2 separate regions of the Mus musculus genome follow, and region 1 is linked to region 2. A link is a contact called in public promoter capture Hi-C data. All regions are on one chromosome and are shown on one strand. Each heading gives the region's core, a stretch centred on a gene start, on an enhancer-like site or on the middle of the called end of the contact. The rest is flanking DNA. Distances are from core to core; before and after follow the strand shown. Region 1 has its middle 24 kb from the start of Gm39167. Region 2 overlaps Mtus1 (mitochondrial tumor suppressor 1).

What was found. Capture Hi-C pulls out chosen DNA fragments and counts their contacts.
Region 1: a contact with region 2 is called in a promoter capture Hi-C map of adipose tissue. The contact joins two enhancer-like sites. A contact is called at or near these places in 2 of 39 promoter capture datasets (embryonic stem cells and liver), 2 of 115 datasets of contacts at active chromatin or transcription factors (embryonic stem cells and stem cell-derived neural progenitor cells) and 3 of 9 other capture datasets (adipose tissue, liver and pancreatic islet).

The regions. Positions count from the first base shown.
Region 1 is chr8:41,175,004-41,180,130 of GRCm38.p6, reverse strand. No RefSeq gene overlaps it. Among named protein-coding and RNA genes, the nearest start is that of Gm39167, 24 kb to the right of the region's middle. Within about 2 kb of position 3,685, at least 32 of the 459 cell types and tissues checked have an H3K27ac peak or open chromatin away from gene starts, as enhancers often do. A contact at or near this core is called in adipose tissue, where this site is marked.
Region 2 is chr8:41,032,862-41,038,272 of GRCm38.p6, reverse strand. All of the region lies in intron 5 of Mtus1 (mitochondrial tumor suppressor 1), which reads left to right. Among named protein-coding and RNA genes, the nearest start is that of Gm16193, 17 kb to the left of the region's middle. Within about 2 kb of position 2,437, at least 14 of the 459 cell types and tissues checked have an H3K27ac peak or open chromatin away from gene starts, as enhancers often do. A contact at or near this core is called in adipose tissue, where this site is marked.

The DNA.
Region 1 (5,127 bases), core at 2,436-4,935, 140 kb before region 2:
TCTTCAGACACTCCAAAAGAGGGAGTCAGATCTCATTACAGATGGATGTGATCCACCATGTGGTTGCTGGGATTTGAACTCAGGAGCAGTCAGTGCTCTTAACCGCTGAGCCAACTCACCAACCCCCAGTCCCATAGTTTTTAACCAACCTATTTTCAGAATATTTAGGCTGTTTCCAGTCTGTTGCAGTACACAGTGTTGTGACATTTGCACACAAAGGTTTTGTTTGTTCATTTTGCTTTTGAATTATTTCCTAAGATAACTGGCAGAAGCAGAATTGCTGCATTCTCTTTCCAAAGCCCTCTTTCTCACTGAAATTTAGCTTTGACCATAGGAATAGCTTCATCCTGAAGGCTAAAGGTTAGTATTTTCCACTGGCAATTGCAGTACATTTACACCACATTAAACTTTATTTGACCTTCATTCTAATGCATCTACTATCTTACTCTTCTGAATAAATATATGGGGAGTCGTTTCATCCTTTTGCGAAAGCATGCTGCTGTTTTGCTCACATGCCAGTCATTAAACACCTACTGTGTGTCAGTCCATATGCAAAGTTATAGAAATGAGTCATAGACATTAGCAGAGCTCCTGCCCTTGAAGAACTGACACGTCGATACAGGGAGACAAGTAAACACACAAGCTATCCCAAGAAATACAGCACGCAGCGTCAGGTTTATTTGCTAGCCAAGATTACAGTCAGGATGTTTTGGGTTTGCTGTCTGCCATATTTGGGGTGGAGGGAAGTATACAGAGTTTCTTTACATGTCTCTGCCTAGTGGTTTTCATTGGAAAACATAATGAGATTTGTTTTTATGCATTTTAGCATTTCGAGGCTGCAATGATGTAACACGGCACGTGCATCCTGTAGGCACTCCGGAAATACTGCTGTGATGATGGGATCTGCAATGGAGACGGTGCGGACAGAGGAAATAGTGTAACAACGTGCTATGTGGCCCTTGCCATGACTTGAAATGTCAGAAGACAGAGGATGGAAGAGAGCATATAAAATGAAACCGAGTCTGGGTAAACACTATTGACAGGAGCCCTGAGGCAGCCTGGGTCTTTAATGTCACTGACATCTAAAATACTTGATGGTTTGATGACAAAATGCGCTTTAGGGATTATCTGGTAACAGTGGTCAAGGAGCCTTGGGCTCAGGCCACATGCATCAGGGTCCGTTCAGGGATCAGAAAAACTCCCTTTCATCACAGCTCCTCTCTTAAACCACGGCTCCATTTTTAATCTCTTTTATGTACTTTGGTTTCACACGACCTTTTGCGTTTTGTTTGAGGGACAACACAAAGCCCTTATCTCTGAAAGAAGCTACTCTATCTTACACATCAAGAACTTATCTGCTTTTTTTGAGATATCTGGCATCTGGGCACCGGGATTTCATACTCTCATGACTCATATCAATTAACCGTCATTGCAAACCTAAGGCTACGTGTACTCTGTGTTCTGATGCATGCCGGCTCTTCATTTTAAACCTTGGCTGGAAAAGCACATCCACCCAGTAAAAAACTACACTCCACCAGAGGCAAGTCCAAGACAAGCTCCAACCTTTCAAGGGAGATAAAAGAGGGAATTAAGTATTCAGTCATAACAAAAAAGCTGACTGAGTCCCAGGGAGAAAATGGCACAGAGGATCCCCTTCCAAAATGTAACTCGGAGGGGTTTGGCACCAGTTTCTAGGTCTTTCTAATTATAGCAGTGTTCTATAACATTGCTTCCACCTGCACCTATGACAGTAATATTCAACACTTAGCATTATCAAAGACCTTTCCAGCTTGAACTAATGAATTCACACATTTCCAGCCACCTGGGACGAATAGTGTTATTATCCAGGTTTTACAGATACAGAAAACTTCAAAAGAGATTCCTCCGAGGTCACACAGTGACTGGACCTGGGCCAGGAGTGGATCATAGAAGAACTTGATTATTTTTTAAATTTCATTGGAAGATGACAGACAGCCTTTCACAGACTGTTTGTATTTAGGGGTGATTTCTTTTTCTTTAGCATGCTAAACAGATACCCTTTGTTGGGACTAGTGTGCTGCTGTGTTTTGGCTGTGGCTCCTTCCCTAGAGGAGCGAGCCCACAGGACTTGCCACACACATCCTAATGCTTTGGGACACCAGGTAATTTGGGAGCCTTTCAAGCTGGCTAACTGTGTCATCTCTCCTACTTACCCCTTTGTTGTACCTATGGTGTCTCCTTTTAGTTGAGAGATGTTGAACACAGAGCTCTTGGATTGTAAAGTGAAATCTCAGACAGACAGCTAGTTACAAAGCTTCCCCTGTCCCTTTCTGATGATCTAGTAATTGAGATTCCTAGGGACCACATAGACCTCGGAGAAGGTTCTTAATAGCAAATACTGGCCTTTTTATCATTTAAAAAAAAAGATTTAAAATGGCTTTTATTGTTCTAGTTATAAGAAAGTTACATTTGGGGAGCTAGACAGATGGCTCAGTGGTTAAGAGCACTCACTGCTCTTCCAAAGGTCCTGAGTTCAATTCCCAGCATCTGCAATGTGATCTGACGCCCTCTTCTGTTGTGTCTGAAGACAACTACAGCGTACTCACATACATTAAATAAATAAATAATCTTTTTTTAAAAAATAAAGTTACATTTGAAACACTATCCAGTGGTTCACTGGTGGACAATCTAGATTCCCCCTTGACTTTTGCCCTCTTCTAGGGCTTGAGGTTTGAAATACTTATAACCTTATGTTTTTCACTCATACAAAGCCCCCCAAAAAAACAAAACAAAACAACCTCTTTTTATCATCCCTTTGTCCAAAGCAAAAAAGGCTTTTATGTAGGCAATAATCGTGCAGAATGAATCAATGCCAAATTAAAATGAATTATTCACAAGAGTTCCATGTTGACTCAGAGACCAGTAGAAACAGGGGAAAAAAGATAATTTGGAAAACTCACAATAAGAAAGGAATTTGGTGGATATGATTAAGAGCTTTTAAAAACATGGTTCTTTTGAAATTGAAGTTCAAAAAGCATCTCTCTGTTCTCTGCTCTCTGTGTCTGAGTCACAGGGTGGAAGTGAGCTACATGAGGAAGGAAGAACTCAAGAAGAGGTGGTGGGGTGGACTCCAAGGCTAGGGTTTTTGTTTTTGTTTTTGTTTTTTAATATCAAGTTTAGGCCTGACTTGCTTTGTTTCATGAGACAGAAATCATAACTTATATTATTATTATATAAGCCTTTTTATCATCCCTTTGTCCAAAGCAAAAAATGCTTTTATGTAGGCAATAATCGTGCAGAATGAATCAATGCCAAATTAAAATGAATTATTCACAAGAGTGAATTATTATATTGTTCTTATAACTAGAACAATAAAAGCCATTTTAAATCTTTAAATCTTCTCACCATAAGGTATTAAGAGACTTGGTGTCGTTTCTAAATCAGAAAAGTTGAGTAGTTTTTTGTTTTCCCGTTTAAGGGCAACCCCCAATGAATCGGATAGTGGCAAATGACCCCATGAATACCTTGGATCATATGAGGGAGCAATGCAGTAGGGACTTCAGCTTGCAGACGGCTATCAGGTATAGCCCAAGTGCTTCGTCAGCTTTTGAGTATTAGTTACCCACAGCAAGATGCTCAGGCAGCTGGTGAGTGCGTCCCAAACCCTTCCTTCAGTCAGCAAGCCTGGAGTAGAGTACTTGCCAAGAGGGCGTGTGTGCCAACTGTTTCATAATTTAATAAAAGGCTAATCCTTCAAGCTCAGTGAACACTCCAGTCTTCATAGGAAAATATTCATCAGGCTCAAGTTAGGACAACACCCCATTTTTTACCGTCATCCAAAACTTCCCGAAGGGGTCTGCTTAGAGCCTAACTTTTCCATGCTGCATTCTGGCCTGAAATTTAAGAAGAGAGAGAGAGAGAGAGAGAGAGAGAGAGAGAGAGAGAGAGAGAGAGAGAGAGAGAGCTTCTTTTTGTAAAGTGTACAACAGTCTATCTATCTATTTGGCCATTTCTAGTTACTGTTTTCCTAGATTCATAAATAAAACCTGCCAAAACACTGAGTCCTCAATACTAAGGTCACCAGTGTCCCATCACCTTTGTGACTCAGAGAGCATTTAAAAATACTAATATTTTCAAATAAATATTTGTGTATTTTACTGGGGAAAAAATGTTGCGGGCTGGTGAGATGGCTCAGTGGGAAAGAGCACCGACTGCTCTTCCAAAGGTCCGGAGTTCAAATCCCAGCAACCACATGGTGGCTCACAACCATCTGTAACAAGATCAAGATCTGACTCCCTCTTCTGGAGTGTCTGAAGACAGCTATGCTACAGTGTACTTACATATAATAAATAAATAAATCTTTAAAAAAAAAAAAAAGATTTAAAAAAAAAAATGTTGCTTTTTTTCCCAGCCAGGCACGGTAACCACATGCTTGTAGTTCCAACACTCAGGGGGGCTGAGGCAGGAGGATTGCCTTGAATTTGAGGCCAGCATGAGGTACAGGGCAAGACTCTTGTCTCAAAACAAAAACAAAAACCAAGTGAAAGTTTCAAGTTTCCAGAAGTAGCCGAGAGGAGATGTCAGAATTTTCCTCCCTGCGAGGAGAGGGCTTTAAGAAGTAGCTGACCCAAAATAAGTTTAAGCAGGGGCAGGCAGGATGTGAAGACACACTTGTAAACGTTTGCCTGCAGTGGTGTTTACGTTGGGCAAAGTGGGTGCCAAACAAGAGGCCCTCCACGGGGCGGGCTGCGAGCTCTGTAGAGTCACTGTAGTAGGAAGACACTGGGTTCACTGTCTGCAGAGCCAGCTGCCATCTGTGTGCTTCCTGCAGCACAGTCCGGGGCTCCAGGAGTGAGACAGTCCACCAGCTGGCGGCTGCAGGCCTCCTCCCACTCCTCCAGGGCTGGACTTGAATGCCAAATAGCCTTGCCCCGGCAAAGCTAGAATTGCAAAGGATGCCGTATTATCCCCCCATGGAGCTAATTCAAGTGTGTAGGTTCAAGAGTCTTCTCCTTCCTTTCGTCCTTAATTTCATAGTAGTGCTGGACGCCATGCAGTGGTGGCGCGTGCCTTTAATCCCAGCACTTGGGAGGCAGAGGCAGGCAGATTTCTGAGTTTGAGGCCAGCGTGGTCTACAAAGTGAGTTCC
Region 2 (5,411 bases), core at 1,188-3,687:
TCATCCTCAGTGATCCACGACAACTGGTTATAAAAACTCGAGACCCCACCCTTGGAGGTGATCCTTGTTTTCACTCGACCGCCCTCCCTCAGAAACTTAGGGTGAAGCTTGCTCTTCTGTGGGGTGAGGATGGAGCTTGGGATGGGACCTGGGACCACCTGCATCCTAGGCAGGTGCCTCACCATTGAGCTGCTATCCCACACTGGCTCCCGTTAGTGAGACAGTAGCAAAAGACTTGACAGTGACCGGTCCATGCAGCTAACGAGGGGTGGGAGCTTTCTGGAAGGCTTCCTATTGGCTTAATGCCACCAGCTTTTCCTCTGACTCTAACCTGCTTCTCACATCACAAGATCAATTCGTTCATGTCTCATATAAGTATCTGTTGGGCACGTGCCATATGCCAGACTCAAGGCTTGGTGCTGAGAAGATAGCCAGGACTAAGTCCCACCACGGCCTTCCTCAAACCCATAATTGGGCAGGAGGCAGCTAACCATGCTAGGGTGTGGCCTGGGCCCTCAGGCAGCTCTTGGCACCTTTATCCTGGTGTTTCATGAGTGCCTTCCATATAAAGAGAATAGCGTGAAAACCTGAGAGAGGTGAGGACAGGTGGCTCCTTCAAAGGAAAAAAAGTGCAATATTTCTGAGCAAACAGTGAGAGCAAATAGGTGAGAGAGGGAGGCTGGGAAAGGAGCCGTGTTCAGAGCCTGGGACAAGGGCACAGGCCACTATGCATTGTGGTACATTGTTACTGACAGGTGTGTCACTGAATCAAGATGTCACTGTTTTCCGTAAGGGCTGGAAGAAGGAAGGCCGTCCTGTAGCGATCTTGTGTGGCACATAGGTGAAGACTGTCAGGAGGATCAGGAAGCAATCCTGAAAGTCTGGTATGATCTCGCTAGTTGTCTCGAGTTTCTGTCAAGAGTTATTTCTTGACAAGAGTATTAAGCTAAGCCAAGTGTATTTTCAGTTTTTTATCACGGCACACCAGGTCGGTCCCAGTTTTATGATGGCGCAGAGAGGGTAAGGGAAATACACTTCTGAGTATAAGTACTCCTCCCCTCTCAGTCAGCTTTCCTTCTAAGCTGGAAGTAAACTGATGTGTTTATAAAAAGATTACGAGAGGGGGGAAATGTTCTATGGTGGTGTAGTCCGGCGTGGGGGAAAGGGGATGCCTCTGTGGGCCCATGGTGAAGCACCCCTTTCCCCCGCCCCCCAGGGACCAGCCACAGGAAGATATAGTATAGAATAGGGTTTATTAAGGACATGGGGAGTGGACTTAAGAGGGTAGTAGAGGCAGAGAAAGAGAGGGAGGGAGGAAGGAAGAGAGAGAGAGAGAGAAAAGAGAGAAGTAGAGGCGGGCCATGAGCAAGTGGAGAGAGAGGGAGAAAGGGACAAGAGGCAAGAGAGCAAGAAGGGGTCAAACAGCCCCTTTTATAGTGAGTCAGGCATACCTGGATATTGCCAGGTAACTGTGGGGCGGGGCTTAGACTGAATGCTAGCAGAAATCCATATTAATTATTCCAGGTTGTATATCTTAATCCTCAAATACTCTGACTGGAGTAAAAGCAGTTAATTACCCTAAGGATTTTGGGTTGTTTGGGCTGAGCTAGGGAGATTAAAAGTGATTGTTGTACCAGTAGCAGTTTCCTTCCCATTGAAACACTCCCTCCAGCGGGGAAGCTCTTTAAGACTCAGGAAGTCCCTGAAACTGACCAGATGGCACTAGGCTCCCCCCACCCCCCAGCAGTTAGGACTCCTCAGACCCTCTCAGAAAAGCAGAGCTGCCAGAAAGAGAGGTTGAGCTGCCTGCTGGCCAGGCAATGAGCCTCTGGTTGCCAGCTTTTATCAGCTTTTATTTGGAGTGGGCTTTTGGTAATGTGGCTGTCTTTGAGTCATTTCTGCTCCTGTAAATAGCTCCTTTCACCCATACTCCTGTAAGTAACCCCAATAAAACTCATCTGTGCACTGAGTTGGACATTGGTGGTGGTCTCAATTTGATCCATTGTTGGTGCCCTGTCTGGGGTAAGTAGATGCTTGTTCACGTCTCCCCAGGAATAATGCCTTACAACATTTAGGCAAGTCTGAGAGTGTGGTTGTAGTAGTATGCCTGCCTAATGTGCAAAGCCCTGAGTTTGATCCCAGAATCTGAGATAGCTTAGCAACGGAAGGAAGTACTGGAGACCCAAGCAGTATTAGAACAACGTGCCTGAAGCAGTAGCATAGAGCTGTTTGTGAATGTGAATTCACCGCACGTGAATGAAATCTATTCAATTACAGTAAAATTCATCAAACTACATTCTTATATTTGGAGGTTACTTCGGAGACTCCTTTTAGAATTGCTCTAGGCCTGAAAACCAGACAGTGTAAGAAGTGACACACTTCCTCCCGAGGCAGAATTGTGCTGTCTGTGGCTCTGAAGCCAGGATGGGCGGCTCTGCTTTTTCCTTAGCTCCCTTCCTATGGGTGCCGGCCTCAGGCTGAAAGCAAAGGAAACAGGGTGGGGTGGGGTGGGGGTGGGGGGCAAGTCCTTTAAGCTCCAGTCTCAGTCACATGGCTAAGATCTTAGAAAGAGAGAGGCTGAGAAACTGAGTGTCTGATTTCTGTAGTTTCGTAAGTGTGTCTGTCCTCCAAAGAGGCCGGGCAGTTATCCCTCAGAGGCTGTCACTGGAGATTTAGGAATGACAGCGAGAGTATTTTCTAACAAATGGAGTCTATAACAGACCTTGCGGTTTTGGTTTTTGTTTTCTTTTTAAATCTGAAATAAGACAAATTAGTTTTGGTGCTGATTATAAATACTTGTAATAATTCCACTTGTTTTAGTTTGCTTTTCTGTTAGCGTAATAAAACGGATCAAAACCAACCTAGGAAGGCAGTGGTTTGTTGACTTACAAGTCACAGTCCATCATGGAGGGAAGCCTGGCAGAAGTCCGGAGGCAAGAACTGATGCAGAGACCATGGAGAAACACCGCTGACTTGCCTACCCTCGTATGCTCAGCTACCGTTCTTGACAAGGGACGGCACTGCTGACAGTGAACTGGGCTCCTTGCATCAATTAGCAATTAAGAAAATGCACCTAGGCCAATGTGATGGCACCAATTTCTTAATTAAGGGGCCCTCTTCCCAGGTATCTCCAGTTTGTGCCAAGTTGACCAAAACTAGTTTCAACTTTTAAGCTAGTTTATTACTGGACAAAATGTTAATACCTGACTGTAGTTACTTAAAATACTTTTAACTTTCCATTTTAAAAATAATGCATTAAGGAAAGTATTGTGTATTTCAGATCTGTCTTTTATTTAGTATTTTATTAGTAGAACATTTATGGTGTTTATTCTATTCATGTGCTATAAATGTGTTTTTCTCAAACACCAACATAATAGGTGTCAATGAAGCCATTATAGCTAGTTCCCATAATATATACATGTATATTATGTGTATATATGTATACACATCAATTTATATGTAAAAACAGAGTTGGTTGTTCGTAAAATACATAAAGGGCCAGATTGAAGGATAACCGAAAAGTAATATATATCTACCACACTTTACTGTCCTAATGTATATTTACAACCTTTTTGCTTCCTTGAGGAAGCCACCTTGAAGACCTCACTGGCCTCTGACCCCAGTGACAGTGGTTACATATCAAGAGCATCAGAGAATCACTATAATTAAACACATATTATTTCCAGGTGTTGTGGTACATGCCTTTAATCCTGGCACCCCGCAGACAGAGGCAGGTAGGAAATTTAAGGTTACCTTGTCTGTATACCAAGGGCCAGAATACCCAGAGAAACGGACAAAACACCCCAACAATATGTATTGTGACACTTTAGGTTAGCTTTAAAGATGTCTTAGGGCTAGCAGTGTGTACAGAGCTAAGCATAGTGTCAGGCATGTGTGATCTTAACACTTGAGAGGCTGGGGCAGTATGGAGAGAGAGAAAGGTCGGCTGTACTGTACCAAGACCTTCTCTCTCTCCCAACCCAAATAAGAAGAGTGTATGCACATTGCTTGCGATCTTGGGTAAAAAGACAGTAGTTGGGGTTTCTGATGCCCTTTTCTGCATTCCCATTATCCCTACTTTCATTTATTTCAGAAGTACTTTTTTCTTTGATTTTTGTTGCTCTGGGGAAAAGTAGGGCTTAAAAATGTTTTTGGGACTATATTAATTACTTTTTTATTGCTGTGATAAAATACCACGACCAAGGCAAACTTTATTTTGAAAGTTTGTCTCCTTTATTCATTGCTTTACAAATTCCACGGCTCTGAATTCGGTTTGTCCCATGACAGATGAGAAAATGCTGATTTTTAAAACTATAAGACTTCATACTACAATGTTAGCCATCCTAAGTCTTAAGTCTATGAAAATGTAGGAACATCAAACGTTTTGAAATTCAAAATCTATTTTTTAATTAATTTAATTTTTTTTAACTTATTCACTTTACATATTTCTTGCTGTTCCCTCCCGGTCACCCCCTCCCAGTCACCTCCTCCCACAACCCTTCCTCACCCTGGCACTTCAAGTCTCTGTGAGTCTAGGCACTTCCTCTCCCATTGAGGCCAGACAAGGCAGCCCAGCTAGGAGAACATACCCAAGGACAGGCAGCAGCTTTGACGGAGGCAACTTTTAAAGAAAGGGTTTCCTTGGGATTATGGCTGCAGAAGATTGGAGTCTACAGTGACTGGGCATTGACCTGGGGGCAGGTGGCTGAAGAACAGCTAAGAGTTCACGTCTTGTTCCACAAGTGGCAAGCAGAGAGTGCTAACTGCAAGTCTTTTGAAACTTCAGTGCCCACCCCCTGCTAATACACCTACTCACTCTCCCCACCCAGCCACCAACTGGGGACGGAGTATGGAAAGCCAAGATTGATGGTGACTATCTCATTGAAACCAGCATAGAGTTGAGAGATTTGCCCTTTCCCCCGTGTCTCTCCCCTTTAACCTGGTTCTAGAAGCCTCCCACATCAAGGGCTAGTATTCTGAGAATGGCATTCTCTTTTACTTTATTGTTTACAAAAATACGAAGTCCTAACGTCGAAGTCTTTACCTGGCTATCTGAAGTTTGGTTTCTTTTACAATATAATCTTCTGTGCTTCATCATCATAATGAGGTTTGTTGGGTTTGGGGGAGGGGACGGTTGTTTTGTTTTGGCTTGGGTTTTGAACAACTTTTGATACATTTTGGAGAGCCTGCTACCTCTCAGTGTGTTATGTCTGCAAGTGTCTACACTCAGAAGTATCCTTTTATGATAAATAATGGCAACATAATCCTAGCACTGGAGGTACCATCTGAGGCTACACAGCGCCCACCCGCGGGGTATGGCCTTAGAGGTGGAAGTGACATTTGAGCTGGCTTAGCTTAGGATGCAAAAAATCACAGGAGACATGCTATTTACCAGCTTTAATTACTTTGGA